Regions from separate parts of the Sus scrofa genome. Here all the other regions are linked to region 1. The links are chromatin contacts, called in public Hi-C and HiChIP or PLAC-seq maps. All regions are on one chromosome and are shown on one strand. The core of a region is the stretch at or near the end of the contact, and the rest is flanking DNA. Distances in the headings are between cores, read along the strand shown. Region 1 holds the start of SNRPA1 (U2 small nuclear ribonucleoprotein A'). Region 2 holds the start of TM2D3 (TM2 domain-containing protein 3). Region 3 holds the start of NFATC1 (nuclear factor of activated T-cells, cytoplasmic, calcineurin-dependent 1). Region 4 holds the start of TARSL2 (probable threonine--tRNA ligase 2, cytoplasmic). Region 5 has its middle 26 kb from the start of TM2D3.

What was found. A called contact is a pair of places that touch in the nucleus more often than the background predicts. HiChIP or PLAC-seq counts read pairs in DNA pulled down with a chosen protein or histone mark.
Region 2: an H3K27ac HiChIP or PLAC-seq map of skeletal muscle shows a contact between it and region 1, with 7 times the contacts expected there. The contact joins the promoter of TM2D3 here to the promoter of SNRPA1 in region 1. A contact is called at or near these places in 4 of 5 promoter capture datasets (fetal liver, fetal skeletal muscle, liver and 1 more), 19 of 47 Hi-C or Micro-C datasets (alveolar macrophages, brain, embryonic fibroblasts and 10 more) and 2 of 2 datasets of contacts at active chromatin or transcription factors (alveolar macrophages and skeletal muscle).
Region 3: an H3K27ac HiChIP or PLAC-seq map of alveolar macrophages shows a contact between it and region 1. The contact joins the promoter of NFATC1 here to the promoter of SNRPA1 in region 1. A contact is called at or near these places in 1 of 47 Hi-C or Micro-C datasets (liver) and 1 of 2 datasets of contacts at active chromatin or transcription factors (alveolar macrophages).
Region 4: a Hi-C map of liver shows a contact between it and region 1, with 8 times the contacts expected there. The contact joins the promoter of TARSL2 here to the promoter of SNRPA1 in region 1. A contact is called at or near these places in 1 of 5 promoter capture datasets (liver) and 1 of 47 Hi-C or Micro-C datasets (liver).
Region 5: a contact with region 1 is called in a Hi-C map of embryonic fibroblasts, with 4 times the contacts expected there. The contact joins the enhancer-like site here to the promoter of SNRPA1 in region 1. A contact is called at or near these places in 4 of 5 promoter capture datasets (fetal liver, fetal skeletal muscle, liver and 1 more), 22 of 47 Hi-C or Micro-C datasets (adipocytes, alveolar macrophages, brain and 15 more) and 1 of 2 datasets of contacts at active chromatin or transcription factors (skeletal muscle).

Annotation. Positions count from the first base shown.
Region 1 is chr1:145,705,977-145,708,702 of Sscrofa11.1, reverse strand. It overlaps SNRPA1 (U2 small nuclear ribonucleoprotein A'), which reads right to left and starts at 1,310. Exons shown (of 9, transcript XM_001925349.7): 1 at 1,151-1,310. The coding sequence starts at 1,232.
Region 2 is chr1:145,358,167-145,360,959 of Sscrofa11.1, reverse strand. TM2D3 (TM2 domain-containing protein 3) reads right to left here and starts at 1,267. Exons shown (of 6, transcript XM_005652477.2): 1 at 1,123-1,267; 2 at 670-762. The coding sequence starts at 1,213.
Region 3 is chr1:146,001,548-146,004,247 of Sscrofa11.1, reverse strand. NFATC1 (nuclear factor of activated T-cells, cytoplasmic, calcineurin-dependent 1) reads left to right here and starts at 1,351. Exons shown (of 10, transcript NM_214161.1): 1 at 1,351-1,546. The coding sequence starts at 1,450.
Region 4 is chr1:145,300,973-145,303,694 of Sscrofa11.1, reverse strand. It overlaps TARSL2 (probable threonine--tRNA ligase 2, cytoplasmic), which reads right to left and starts at 1,359. Exons shown (of 18, transcript XM_021084977.1): 1 at 873-1,359. The coding sequence starts at 1,359.
Region 5 is chr1:145,384,580-145,387,279 of Sscrofa11.1, reverse strand. No RefSeq gene overlaps it. Among named protein-coding and RNA genes, the nearest start is that of TM2D3, 26 kb to the right of the region's middle. Within about 2 kb of position 1,284, at least 12 of the 83 cell types and tissues checked have an H3K27ac peak or open chromatin away from gene starts, as enhancers often do. A contact at or near this core is called in embryonic fibroblasts and liver, where this site is marked.

The DNA.
Region 1 (2,726 bases), core at 61-2,560:
TTTTTGCATTTCCACAGGTCAGATTCCCAGAACTCATTTGGATATCTTCGTATCATGACAGTTCCCACTTCTCTCACCTCCCAGAGGCCCAACCCAGAGTTGAAGGTCAATTTGTACACAATGGTAAATCACCTTGTGAACAACTCACTCAAACGCTCACTGATTTGTCTTCTAGGGGCATAATTATTGTCTTAGGTGCTAGGAGAAGAAAAGAAGTTAACCTAGGCAAGGTTAAATAAGTACACATTTCAGAGCTCTAAAGGCTCAAAGTTAAGTGCTGTACCAAAACGAGCATTCTCAACACCGGATGCACTTCAAACTCAGGCAGACATCAGCCTGTGCCAAGAGTATGAAAGCGGTGGGTTACTCTTGAGTCGAACCTATGATATTTAATTTCAACAAAACGAAAGTACTATGTCAGCAAACAAAAAAGCAAGCAGAAAGCAGGGCCCGCAGCAGTGCTGCTCCTGAGACGGTGTTCTCCCCCGTGGGGGTGGATCTCAAGCCAACACTTAACCCCGGAGAAGTCGTCCTTCACACCCTTTCTAAAGCCTCTCCTACTATGCAGACGAGTTGCCACAGGAATCTAATAGTCTGGAGGACTTCCGCCTCCCTTATAGACGCAAGACATCCGGCAGCCCTAGCGTGGCTGAAACAGTCTGCTCTTTGAAAGGTTTTGGCAAAAGGGAAATAGATCCTTGAAGCTAAGGAGGAGGAAAAGCCGGGAAAAAAAATCGCTTTTGCTCCGGACTTCACTTCCTCCGTCCCATACCCAACCTATATTCTCATGACTTCACTTTACCGTATCTCGGTCCGCACGAGGATCACAAACACGGCTCAGCACCCCAACGGCTCAGCCCACCCCGCAGGCGTGTACTTCCCCGCCCCCCAACGGCTCAGGTCACTCGGCAGGCCCGGCACCGGCCCCGCGGTCTGACCCAAGCATCGAGGCGGTCCCGGGCGGTGGGGGCTGGGCTAAGGAGAGCCTCGAAGGAGTCCAGGGTCGGCGTTTCGCCGACGACAGCGGGACTCAGCCGGGGTAGGAACCGGGACGCACGCCCCAGGCCACGTTCCCGCCCTTCGCGCACGCGGCGGGCGCAGGCCGCCGAGCGGGCGGGGAGGCCGGGCCGCCCGCCCCCGCCCGACTCACCTCGCAAGTCCAGCTCGCGGTCCCGCACGGCGTTGGTGTATTGCGCCGCCTGCTCGATCAGCTCCGCCGTCAGCTTCACCATCCTGTCGCCTCCCGCCTGCAGTGTCTCCCGCTCCTCCCGCCGCACCGACGTCCCGGCGTACCCCGCGCCCGCCGCCAGGCAGCATCAATCGCTTCCGGCGTGTGCTAACAGCGCGGCTCCCAGGCCTAATCAATCGAGGAGCCATTTCCTCCGTGATCGGCCCCGCCCCCGGGCTCGGGCACAGCTTTTGGGCTTTAGCTCCCGCGCTCTCCGCGGCGCATCTGGTTCTGAGTTCGTTCCTCTTGTGCAGCTTCGGCCTGCAGTGCCCCCGAGTCCAGATATTTGTGTCCGCAAGTTAATAAAGAGTGAAAGCCCACGAGTGGAACTTTCGCGTGCGTCAGGACACCTAGAGGTGAAAGGGAGGCAGTGACTGCTTTCACTCCGCCCATGGGATTCAGTGATGGGTCCCGGGCTTTGGCATCCGGGTGACACCATGAAGACCAAGCCTGGGTCTTCCGCACTGGTCTAGTTTGCAGTCAGGCCTGCCCTCTCTAGACAATTAGATATTCATGCTGAAGCCTGATAACACAGGAAGTGTGCAGATCTAAAGTCTGCAACATGACAAATGCCCACAGAGTGAGCACATTTGGGTGGCTGCTGCTGGGGTCCTGAAATTCGGAGACTCCTTCATTCCCCAAAGGGAACTACGAATCCGTCACCATAGATTAGTTTTGCTTACTTTTATATAAAGAGAATGATGCAATCTGTTTTTGTATCTGGTTTCTTTGGCTCTGTGTCATGCCTAAAATCCATCCAGGTTGCAGGCAGCAATGATTTGCTTACTTGCTGCTGTATAGAATTCTATTGCGTCTCTTACACCATAACAATCCATTTCGCTGTCGATGGACATTAGGTTTGTTTCCAGCTTGGGGCTAGTCTGCATAATGCTGCTATGAATTTTGTTGTACGTGGATCGCATGCACCTGTGCCTGAACTTTTCCAGGAGTGAAACTAAGGAGACAAAGTGTGTGGTATTATTGATAGGTACTGCCTGATGATAACTTCCAAGAGGCTGGAATCATTTCCACACTGTAGTGGTGTGTAAGGGTTTCCATCACTTGCCAACATTAACCTCATTTGCACTGTCAGTCTTCATAATTTTAGCAATTCTGGTGAGTACCAGTGCACTATTGCTTTCATTTGCTTTTTTCTAATAATAGTTAAGCATATTGTCCATTCTGATATTTTTTTACAAAGTGCCCATTCAAGTCTTTCTCCCATTTTTTTTCTTAGTGGGTTTTCTTTTTTCTTATTCCTTTTAAGATTTCTTTATATATTCTGAGTGTGAGCATACTATATGGCTTGCCTTTTACTCTTTTTTGGGGGGTAGTAGTTTAAACTTCCTAAATACCAAACACCTCACAGGAAGCCAAAATACTGTCCTCGTATACATCATCAAGCTGCAAAACACAAATTTTAGTACATTTTGGTCTGTTTAAGAAAACATCTTATTTCCCAAATCACCAAAATCATAATCTGGGCTGTAATTTTAAT
Region 2 (2,793 bases), core at 18-2,517, 350 kb after region 1:
GAGGTTCCATTTAGCAAAACACAATAAATACTCATTTAAAACTAGTTCTACCTAAAGTCACCACTAAGTAGGCAATTCTATCTATTATAGCTTTTCTTTTGTTCCTATTACTATTATGGTTGGAGGATGTACACTTAGAATCACGAAGCAAAATGACTTCAGAGGGTTAACCCTACTAAATTAAAGATGAGAAAATAAGCCCTAAAAAGTGGATAATTTGTTCCGGCTCCCAGCAGCACCACCAGACTTAGAGGCCAAGTCTCTGACCCTCTCCCATCCCTTCATTTTATACAGCTGTGGGGGAGCCTTTAATATTCGATGTCAGGAACAGGGTTTGAGAAGCACAAGAAATTTTCTGAGGCGAAAGAGGCAATGGTCGAAGGTTATCTTGATGGATGAAGTGAAAAAAACAAAACAAAACAAAAAAAACCTTGAAATTTAGGAAAAGAGATGAGGCAGGAATATCAAAAGGTACTCTTCAGAAACACCAAGACTGTCTACAGAAAATTACGGTATTTGCCCTTGGTTCACGCAATCTAAAATGCAATGTATGAAATGTTAAAAGAATGGGACGTGATTTCATATTCTAAAAGAAACTACCCAAAAAAGAAAGGGAGGAACCGCTAGATACAAATATACACATTTACTAGAACGTAAAATGTCTAGTACCTGCTGCCCTGGGAACTACTGTGAAAGTACGTGTCGGGCCCGGATCCTTGACTGATTGAGCCAGCGGCTGCGAAGGCTCTACATTTAAGGACCCTACAATTAGAGAAACGTGTTATCCTGGGACCGTAAACCACCAGGCCAATAACTGCTTGCAACCTCTTGGCCTGACAGCCCGAAAGCTGAAGGATGAAACCCAACGGGATAAACACCAATTTAGGTCTGCGGGCAACTGGAGACGAAGCGTGACGCCGGGACTCAGCTCTGCGTCCCTGGCCGAGCCCTCGGCCCCGGCTCCAGGTTCAAGGCTCGAGGCTGCGGGTTCCTGGCCAAGGGGCGGGCTGGCGTCCAGAAACATACTGACTCGCCCGTTGACGACCCTCTGCCCACACCCCAGCCTTCGCCCACGGGCCCAACCCGACGCCCCCCACTCCAGGGTCCCGGCCCCTCACTCACCGCCGCCCGACAGGATGTAGAACTGCGAGAGGAACAGCAGCACGCGACACAAGCGGCGCAAGCCCTGCAGCGGCACAGCCACAGCCGCCATCTTTTCGGCTCGCGAACTTCCGGAATTGGGATGGGGGTGGGGATTGCCGGGCCGAGGGGCGTGGTCCCGGCGCGCCGAAGGGGCGGGGCCTGGGCGCAGGCGCGGCCGCCCGCCGAAAACTCTGGCCCCGACCGGAAGCTCCCTGGTGCAGAACTGTAGGCAGCGCTTGGCACTAGGCCAGGTCTCCTGGGACCCAGAGCCACACCTGAGGAACTGGAAGCAGAGGCGGGCAAATTGGAAATTTGGCCGCTATTTACACGTGACCAGATATGTATGTTTAGAGACAAAAACTGCTGCTGTGCACTCGGTACTGTGCGAAGGTTCAATGACAGACGGAAAAGGTGCTTTTTATAGATGAGGAAAATGGCCCGAACTGTTTGGGAAGGAACTCAGGCATGCCAGGTGGCCCCTGAGACCCCACTCCCCGCGACCCCAGGACTGGCCCAGCCAGCGTGTAGCTAGCACCTTCTCCACGGGCCGCCATGCTCCCAGGCTAGCTCCTTAGAGACGTGTAGCACTTCCAGAAAGTTCCTGAAAGACAGGGAGAAGCCGAACAGGAAGTGTAGCCGCTGGTCTCAGGCCCCAAACTCTCCTGAAGGAGGCCCGTCCTGGGGCAGGAGCTGCTCCCTAGGTCCCTGGCTCCTGAGGCTCGCGGGCACCTGTTCCCACTGCAGCATCTTTGATCAAGGGCTGCAAATAGGCTTCCCTCTTCCCGCCCACCTAGCAGTCTTCTGACACCCTCCCTCACTAGTATGATTGGTGAATGAAAGAAATACATTGAGTAGTGCTTGACCTCAGTAAATGTTAGCCTAAAAAGTTCTGTCTCACAATCTAGCATCACACAGGTCTGTTAGATAATACACTTGACACTGGAAGGACTTGAGGGAAAGGGGTGTGTGTGTGTGGTGGAAAACCAACACATAACTGAGGATGGGCTCTCCTTAACCAGTTCCTCTCCACTGGTGGTTCTACCTCCTTAGATTGAACCACCTGGGGTAGGGTCATGTCATACACTAGTATTTACTACTGAAAACAATCCAGAGATAAGTAGACCCCTGTTGTTCACAGTCAGCTGTACCGTTTTGTTTACCAACTCTTCAGGAAGCTAACTAAATGATGTGTGTAGAAAAGAGAGCGCATGTCTTTGTTTTGAATTCTACATCATATAGCCAAATAAACACTCAAAAAAAACCCTGCTTGATTGGCAGCTAAATTCACTACTGGCATAAAGACATTTTAATTCTGTCTGAGCAGTAAGGTGATCCTCTCAGTTAAAATCAGAACCCTAACCCTAACCCTAATCCAAGAGTTCCTGTTGTGGCTCAGCGGGTTAAGAACCTAACTAGTATCTGTGAGGATGTGGGTTCAGTCCCTGCCCTCCCTCAGTAGGTAAAGGATCTGGCATTGCCCCAAGCTGTGGTGTAGGTCACAGATGCAGCTTGGATCTGGTGTTGCTGTGGATGTGGCACAGGCTGGCAGCTGAAACTCTGATTTGGCCCTTAGCCTAGGAACTTACATATGTGCAGATGTGGCCCTAAAAGGGGAAAAAAAAAAAAGAAGATCAGAAATCCATTCGCAGC
Region 3 (2,700 bases), core at 102-2,601, 300 kb before region 1:
AAAAGGCCGCGCGTACACGTGGCCAGGCGTGAGCGGCAGCACCGGTTCCATATGTAAAGGCGACAGCGTTGTGGGTTCTTAGGAGCCTCGCATTTTCCTGACCCTTTTGGGCATCTTTAACTGTGGGGGCTGGAAAACGGTGTTTTCTGTGTTCATTGCTCTTCTGCAGCTGGTTGGGGAATCCAGTGCTCCTTGGATAGCGAGCCCTGCTACCAGGGAATTCCTCTCCGGGCCCAGGCTGCCGGGCTCCGGCAGGACGTGCGCGCTGCAAACTAGGCAGCAGCCCAGTCGGGCCGATCCGCTCCTAGAAGGGGCCTGGCCGGCAGGAGGCCCCTTTAGGCACCTTCAGTAGGAGTGGGGCAGCGTCAGCAGCTCATTGGGACGCAGGTATTGATCTTTGCGCCTGTTTGCGGGTGAGGCAAGCGAGCCCGCCTCCCCCGGACCGGGGTCGGGGCAGCGCGCTTCACGAAGAGCTCCCAGCGGGGCGAGTCTGCCGGAGGCGGGGAGGGGGGTTGTCGACCGCCGGCTGTCTTGCCCCAGCTCCTGCCCACCCGGCTCGGGCCGCAGGGGCGCTCAGGCCCCGGGGCGGACGGAAGTGGCCAGACTCCGTGTGCCCCCCCCACGCCCCCGCCTCCGGCGCACGTCTATCCCCCCCACCCCAGCGCAGACTCAGGGGGCGGGGCGCACTCTAGGGTCTCGCTCGCAGTGGGGCTGTCGACCCCAAGAGCCGCCTGGGGGTCCCCGGGCGCGGGTGGGAAGGGCTTGCCCAGAGCCGGGACACTAGTGAGAGGCGTGCGCTCGGGCTGGCGGGGAGAGTTTATTTAAAACTCGGAAGCCGGCGACCGGCGAGCGGCTTGTTTATGTAAACCCGGAAACAGCGGGGGGAGGGGCGCGGCGGGGGAGGGCCGGGGGGAGGGGCGCGGGCGGGAGTCACGTTACCCGAGGACGCGCGGCCGAGCGCAGGGCGCAGCCGAGCCCGGGGCGGCGCGACCACAGGTGCCCGCGGCCGGGGACCCGACTCTGGACCCCGACCGGACCTCAACCCAGATCCTGACCCCGACCCCACGCCGGGGTCCTGGCCGGGGACCCCGACCCCATCCCGGACCCCAACCTGGGATCCTGGCCCGGGACCCCTGCCCGGAACTCTGACCCCAATACCGGATCTCTACCCCGACCCCCATACTAGACCCCAACCTGACCCAACCCGGGACCCCGACCACGCCCTGAGCCCAGACTCCGGAGCTCACCCGACTCCAGCCCAGAGCCCGACCCGGGACCCGGACCAGGTACCGGATCCCCGCCAAGACTTAAGACCCTGAATCCAACCCTGAACTTGACCTGGGACCCCTGCCCTAGGTTTCGGATCCCAACCCTCTACCCCGACCCTAGCCCCCTGACCTCGGACTCCGACCCCGACCCTGACCTCCTGACCCTCGACCCCGACCCACCATGACGGGGCTGGAGGAGGACCAGGAGTTCGACTTTGATTTCCTCTTCGAGTTTAACCAGAGCGACGAGGGCGCCGCCGCGGCCGGGGCCACCGCAGGTGGGTCCGCGCGAGGCGGGGGCGCAGGGACTGGGGGCGCGGGGGTCGGGCGGGTAGGTTCCGGGTGGGGAGGGGCCGGCCTGGAGGCGCGCCGGGCCCCTGCCCCTCTGCCCGGGGCGCACCCCCTCTCCCGTCCCCACACCTCCGCGGCACCCAGGTCCGCGGCCCCGGGGTCGGGGCAGCGCCCAAAGTCTCCCCACCGCCCTACCCTTCGCCGGATTAAAACAGGTCAGGTTGAGGGGCGAGTGGGAGTGGTGGGGGAGGCCCCCTTGGGGTCGGCCCCCCCAGCCATGTAGGAAGACTCAGGGCTGCACTAGAGCGGAGTCCTGACCACATTCCCGCAGGAGGGGCCTTCTCTTTAGGGTGGGGTGTTGCTCAAGCCAAAGGATAGAGTGTGTCTGGCCCATGAGGCCCCCAAGACTTCCCCCTCTTGCTCCCCGTGTCCTCAGGGCAAAGCCTCTCTCCATCAAGAGATGGTACAGTGGAGCTAGCCTCTGAGACCTTGGACCCCCAAGGGTGCCACACTGTTCTTTCTTTAATTTTCTCTTCTCTGTCAAAAAATAAAAGTTCCCCTAAACAAACAACAGATAAAGGACTCCTCCGGCCCCCCAGGGTGCAGGCTTTTGAAAAAGAAAGAACCATTGAGCAATCACCCCCACTTTCACCGGAAGACTCAGTCTGGGCCTGCGGCCACCGGCCACCCCGAGTGAGTGAAGGGGACCAGGAGCCCCCTCCTTGCAGCCTGGCTCTCCCCACACCTGTCTCTTCTGTCCCTTGTGGGCCTCCTTTCTGTTTCTGTCTTCAAGATCTTCTCTCTGTCCCTCCCCACGTGGCGGTGAAATGGTGAAGCTGAGCCCAGCACACTTGGCACCGGCAGGCGCCCGTTTCTGCAGTGACTGTATAATATTTTCCATATCATTCACCGCCCTTCTTTTAAAAGTGTAATGTCTTGCTTGTTTATAAAAAAATAAATGTTCCAACCAGGCTAAGGCTGCCTGAACCCGTGCCCCCCCAGTGTCTTCCTTTTCCTCTTCCTTGGCTGTGCGTCTCCAGGCCTTTGGGTCAGTGGGGACCATGGTGGCGAGGGTGGGAGAGAAAAGCAGTTGTCTGAACAGATCTGGGGCCGGAAGTGGAGGCCTTCTGCACTTGCTCGG
Region 4 (2,722 bases), core at 110-2,609, 410 kb after region 1:
TAATTTAATTATGTTTTCAATTAAAATTCCTGGGCAATTGACTACATAAGTGTATTTAAATTATAGGTAGTATTTTATATTTTTCCTCAGCAATGGCTTACCTCACTGTTGGGCTCACTTTCCTTCTTTTCTGTGTCTTTTTCTTGGCTTTGACTAGAAGGAGGCTGAGAAATAAAGGTAAATAATGAACAACTCATACCAGTGACAACAAAGAGCCTAAGGAAGGAAAGGGACAGCAGGCCAGCAGGCAGCAAGTGTCCCATGTTTAGAGGCTCAAGGCTGGGGCTCCTGACCATCACCTACAACCTTCAACAGGTAAGTTGTTTTCTGGGGTTCAGTCCTTCCTCCATGTACTCTTTCACACATTCTTGCTAAGTACACTTAATATGTTTTGCTTTTTGAAGTTTTCCCCCCTAAATTTTAAACAAATAATGTCCCTGGAAGAATGGCTGCATTGCTGTCTCCAAAGACTTTAAATGCACATTTTCATGTTGATGTCGCCAGTGCACCATAGTTTCTTGCTAGAGACTGAAGAACACCCACAGTCTAAGAAAGGCTTCAGGGCTTAGAAATTATGTTACAGTAAGATAATGTGTCCTTAATTGAATCAAAACATTAAAATACACTATTAATAACAATGTTACATACACAAACCTCAAGACAGAGCACCAGAAGGAAACACAATAAAACACCCCAAAGCACCACCCACTGTGAATAGTTCAGAACCAGCTATTCATCAGAAGGAAGGGAAGGTTAACTTATGCAGCTGTTGGTCTTCCTAGCCAAAGAAAGAATAAACACTGCAGCATTTTCTTCAATGAAAGGAAAATGCTATTTCTGCTACTGAAGAAAAAGTGTGTCAGGCAATTTACTGGAAGAGCTGAGACATTCTAGCTTTAGGTCAGCCGGGCGTTGGCTGGAAACGCAGCACCCCAGGGTGTCCAGCCGTCGCGGGTTCCCCAGCTCAAGCAGGGGCGAGGGGCAGGGCTGGGGAGGGGCAGGCACCGGGCAGGAGGCCACCCGCCGCGCCCCCCGCAGGTGGCGCCCGCGCGGTACCTGCGCGCCCGCGGCCGCGCGCCTGGCCTCCTCCCGCGCGGGGCTCTCCTGCCGCGCCCGGTGGCTCAGCTCCTCCGCGAGGCACAGTCGCAAGTGGTACAGGCGATGGCGCAGCTCGCGGTTCTCGGCCCGTAGCTGCGCCACCTCGCGCGTGAGGCACGGCCCCTCGGCCTGGCACCGGTCGGGCGCATTCAGCTGCTCATCCCTCAGGCGGTGGACCTCCGCCCACAGCCAGCGGATGTCCTCCTCCTGCCGCTCCAGGCGCGACGCCACGGCCTCCGCCGCCAGGGCCTCGGCCGCCATGGCACCTGCCTCGCTTCCCGCAGGCACCGAGGAGGGTCAAGCCACGATAGGGCGCACTGCGGGGACGCGGCGGGATTGAGGCTATATAAACCGAGGAGGGGGCGGGAGAGGAGAAGGGTGGGGCGGGGCCCGGCTCTGTACGCTGCAGAGGCGGGGCTATGGGGAGTTGGGGGCGGGGTGACGGGAAGGGCGGGGCCAGTTCTGTGCTTTGCCAGGGGGTACTATAGAAATAGTAGGGAGCAGAGGGACGAGAAGGGCGGGGGCTGCGCTGTGCACTGTAGGAGCGGGGCTTTGGGAACAGTTAAGAGGTGGCCTGCTTTGGGGTTAGGGGCTACCTGCTGTGAACAGAGTGGCCTGGAGAGTGGCATGCACCCTGAATAGGCTCACGGTGCCTTCAGAGTTACCAGCATGCCATTTTTCAGCTGAAATGCAAGTTGTCAGAAGTATTGGAAAGGCTAAGATCTCCCTTCCCAGAATGGTTCTTATCTTTCCCCTCTTGGCAGTCACCATTCTTTTAACTTGCCACCAGGTTCTGAAAAGTGGCCGTTTAGAATCAACCTTCTTTGGTCTCACGCCTAGGCTGCCCAAGTGCAGAGCAGCTGCACCAAGGCAGACAAGTTTCTATGAAAATTTGACTCTGACAGCATGAAACTGCTAGCTCCTTGAGGGTAGGGCAAATGCCACATATATCTTTATAAATATCAGCACAAACCTTCCTGTAGTAAAACAAAAGTTTTTTAATTTACATTCCTAGGGCTTAGAATGTGGCAAACACTGTTCTGTTTTTTTTGTTTTGTTTTGTTTGTTTTTTTTTTTCCTGGCTCATTACAGCCACACCTGCAGCATATGAAAGTTCCCAGGCTAGGGGTTGAATAGGAGCTGCAGTTGCCGGCCCCAGCCATGCAGGATCCAAGCCATATCTGTGACCTACACCACAGCTCATGGCAACGCCGGATCCTCAACCCTCTGAGGCCAGAGATTGAACCCACGTCCTTATGAATACTAGGCGGATTGGTTACCGCTGAGCCACTATGGGGAACTCCCTGTTCTAGGTTCTTTATATAAATTAATTCCTTTAATAGGAAGAGAGACACTATTGTTATGTCCTTTTATAGATGGGGAAACTGAAGCACAGAGAGGCTGAATGAGTTGATCAAGTCACAGCACCATTGCCTAACAGACATGAGAGTCAAACTTAGATAATCTGGTACAGTGTTCATGTGCTTAGCACTGCAGTGCCTTTCAACTTGGGTAAAGTTTAACTGAACATGTTGTGGTGAGATACGGGTCATGAATGCCATTGGGGACCCCAAATGGGAGAGTTTAGTTTGGACCGATGCGGTCAAGAAGAGGAACAGATGCT
Region 5 (2,700 bases), core at 35-2,534, 320 kb after region 1:
GTGTTGAAAGGAAAAGCTTACCAATTCAGAGTTCTACACACAGTGAAAACATCTTTCAAAAATTAAGGTAAAGATGTTTTAAAACAAACAAAAGCTTATGGAATTCACTGACAGCAGACTTGCATACAAGAAATGTTAAACAGGGGTCTTAAGGTAGGAGTGTTTGATGGTCACCCCAAGGCAGTGGGATGGACCACTCCCAGTGGAAGAGTTGGGATGTTGAGACTGATAAGGCCACAGGTACCAGGAAGGTAAGGAAAGACGTATTACCCAAAGGCTCTCCTGAGGAGAGAAGGGCAGGGGCCAGACAGGCCAAATGGCAGGAGCATTTCAGGGCCAGTGGGGATGGCTTTTACTATGGCTGAGGGCAGGGCCAAAGAAAGGGCTCATTCACTCAGGCTGGGGCTAGTGTGGTCTGAAATTCCTGCTGGCACCCTCGTAAGGCATGTGCAGTTTTCTTATCAGCTTTCTTACTGGCTTTTGCCCCAGATGTGGTGCTTGAAAGCTATAAATTGTCCAACATTAAAAATGGAAACTTCCTCTTTACTACATGGAGTATGAGCTGGATGTACAGAGAAATGAAGAGCCTTAGAAATGGCAAAGATGAAGAGATCCATAAAAGACTTTTCTTATTCTTAATCACAATAAAAGATAATTCACAGCTTCTGTTTCCAGGAAAAATGGAGTAAGCCACATTTCATTCTATTCCTCAGTGTTTGCAATCAAAAGTCTCCACAAATACAAAGAGCAATCATCAGAAGATGCTGAGAGGTGGAGAAGAGAAAGTGGACAGCAGGGACCTTGGGACTTGAAGAACAATCAGGCAGTAAGTTCCTTGTGATTTCTTTTTTCTTTTTTTTTTTTTTTTTGGCCTTCTATGTACACTTGCCTGAGAGCCAGAGAGGCCCACAGTGCAGAAATGCCTGCAAGCACAGGAAAGCTTGTTCTCTGGCCAAAAGCCTTGATAAAGGGCAGTGCTTCAGAATAGAATCCACTCTACTCCAGACTGAAACCTCAAAAAATGCTACTCCACCCTCCACCCTACTCAACACTGCAGCCTTGGGGAGCCCTGTGGACCATATCTGCCCTAGTAGGACTTTGAGCAGGCTTCAGGATTAACCCTATCAAGCATTCTGATCCTGAACTGACATGAGCAGAGGTGGTAGCCCCCCTCCACACCCAGCACTGCAGAAACTGTTCAGGGATCCTCATCTACACAATCCTTGCGTCCCTGTGCAGGGATTTCTGCTCTGGACCAAGCAAGCATCAGCAGAGTAGTGCTCCTCCCCACTGGGCAGCACATCAGCTGCAGTGCCCCGCCCATGTGCACTAAGCAAATAGGAACAAAGAGGCAGCACAGACTCCCTCCCCAACCAGAGAGGGAAGACGAGGATTATAGAGAGAAAAGAGCTGGCAACAGGGATACTTAAATCTGTGCATGAAGTCCTGGGCAGACCCCCAGCAGCCCATGCATGACCAACAAGAATCAACACATCAAAAGACTGGAGAAATGAACTATAATGTCAAATGTTGTTCTCTTTTCAGATTGGCTACTAGGCAGTGCAAAAGCTGGGCAGAACAGTACTGTAAACTACACTGGCATCTGAACCATAGCCCACAATAGTGTGCCAGGACATGCACTCTGAACCTAAACAGGTTGAGTGCCTGCTAAAAGCAGATTGAAAGAGAAACCAGAATCTCATAAAATAACACTCAATTTGTTCTGGCATACTCCACAATGACTCATCATAATAAGACTAGGAAAATAACTCACATGGGAAAACACAATAGCAGACATCAACACCAAGGTGATACAGATGCTATAATTATCTGACAAGACTGTTAAAGGAGCTATCATAAAAATGTTCCAAAAAAAAAAAAACAAATACTAACTCTGGGAAAGAGAAAAAATAAAAATAAAAACTTTAAGCAAAGAAATGAAGACTTAGGAGGAAGCCAATAAAAACTTGAGAACTGAAAAATAAGTACAATTTTAAAATTCTAAAATGCAAGTGGAGATGACATTAGAAAGACTAACGAACCTGAAGACAGAAAAATAGAAATTATCCAATCCCAACAAAGAGAGAATAGATTTTAAAAATAAATAGACTCTCAGAAATACATGGGACAATAATGAAATAATCTAACATTCACGTCATCACAGACAGAGCAGAAGAGAATGAGTGATTGAAAACTTACCAAATTTGGTAAAAGATTTATAAGCTTAGATCCAAGAAGTTAAACAAACCCTAAAGTGGATAAATCCATGCCTAGATACATCATAATAAAATTTCTGAAAACTTAAGACAAGGAAAAAATCTTGAAAGCCACCAGAAAAAAAAGAATCTGTTACCTGATATACATGAATAAGTAAAACTTTTCATAACAGCATGTATCACAATAAAATTCATGAAGGCCAGAAGGAAGCATTTTTCAAGTGCCGAGAGAAAACAGCTGTCGGCATAGAATTCTGTTTAGCAAAAATCTTTCAGGGGTAAAGGTGAAATAAAGATATTCTCAGATGAAATATATCTAAGATATTTTGTTGTCAGCAGACTTGTTCTACCCTTCCCCCCAAAAAAAGAAAGAAAAAAAAAGTTAACGGAAATTCTTCAGACAGAAAGGAAATGAAAACAGAAGGAAACTTGGAACATTCGAAATGAGGAAGAGCAGCAGAAAGGGTGTGTTAGTTTTCTGTGG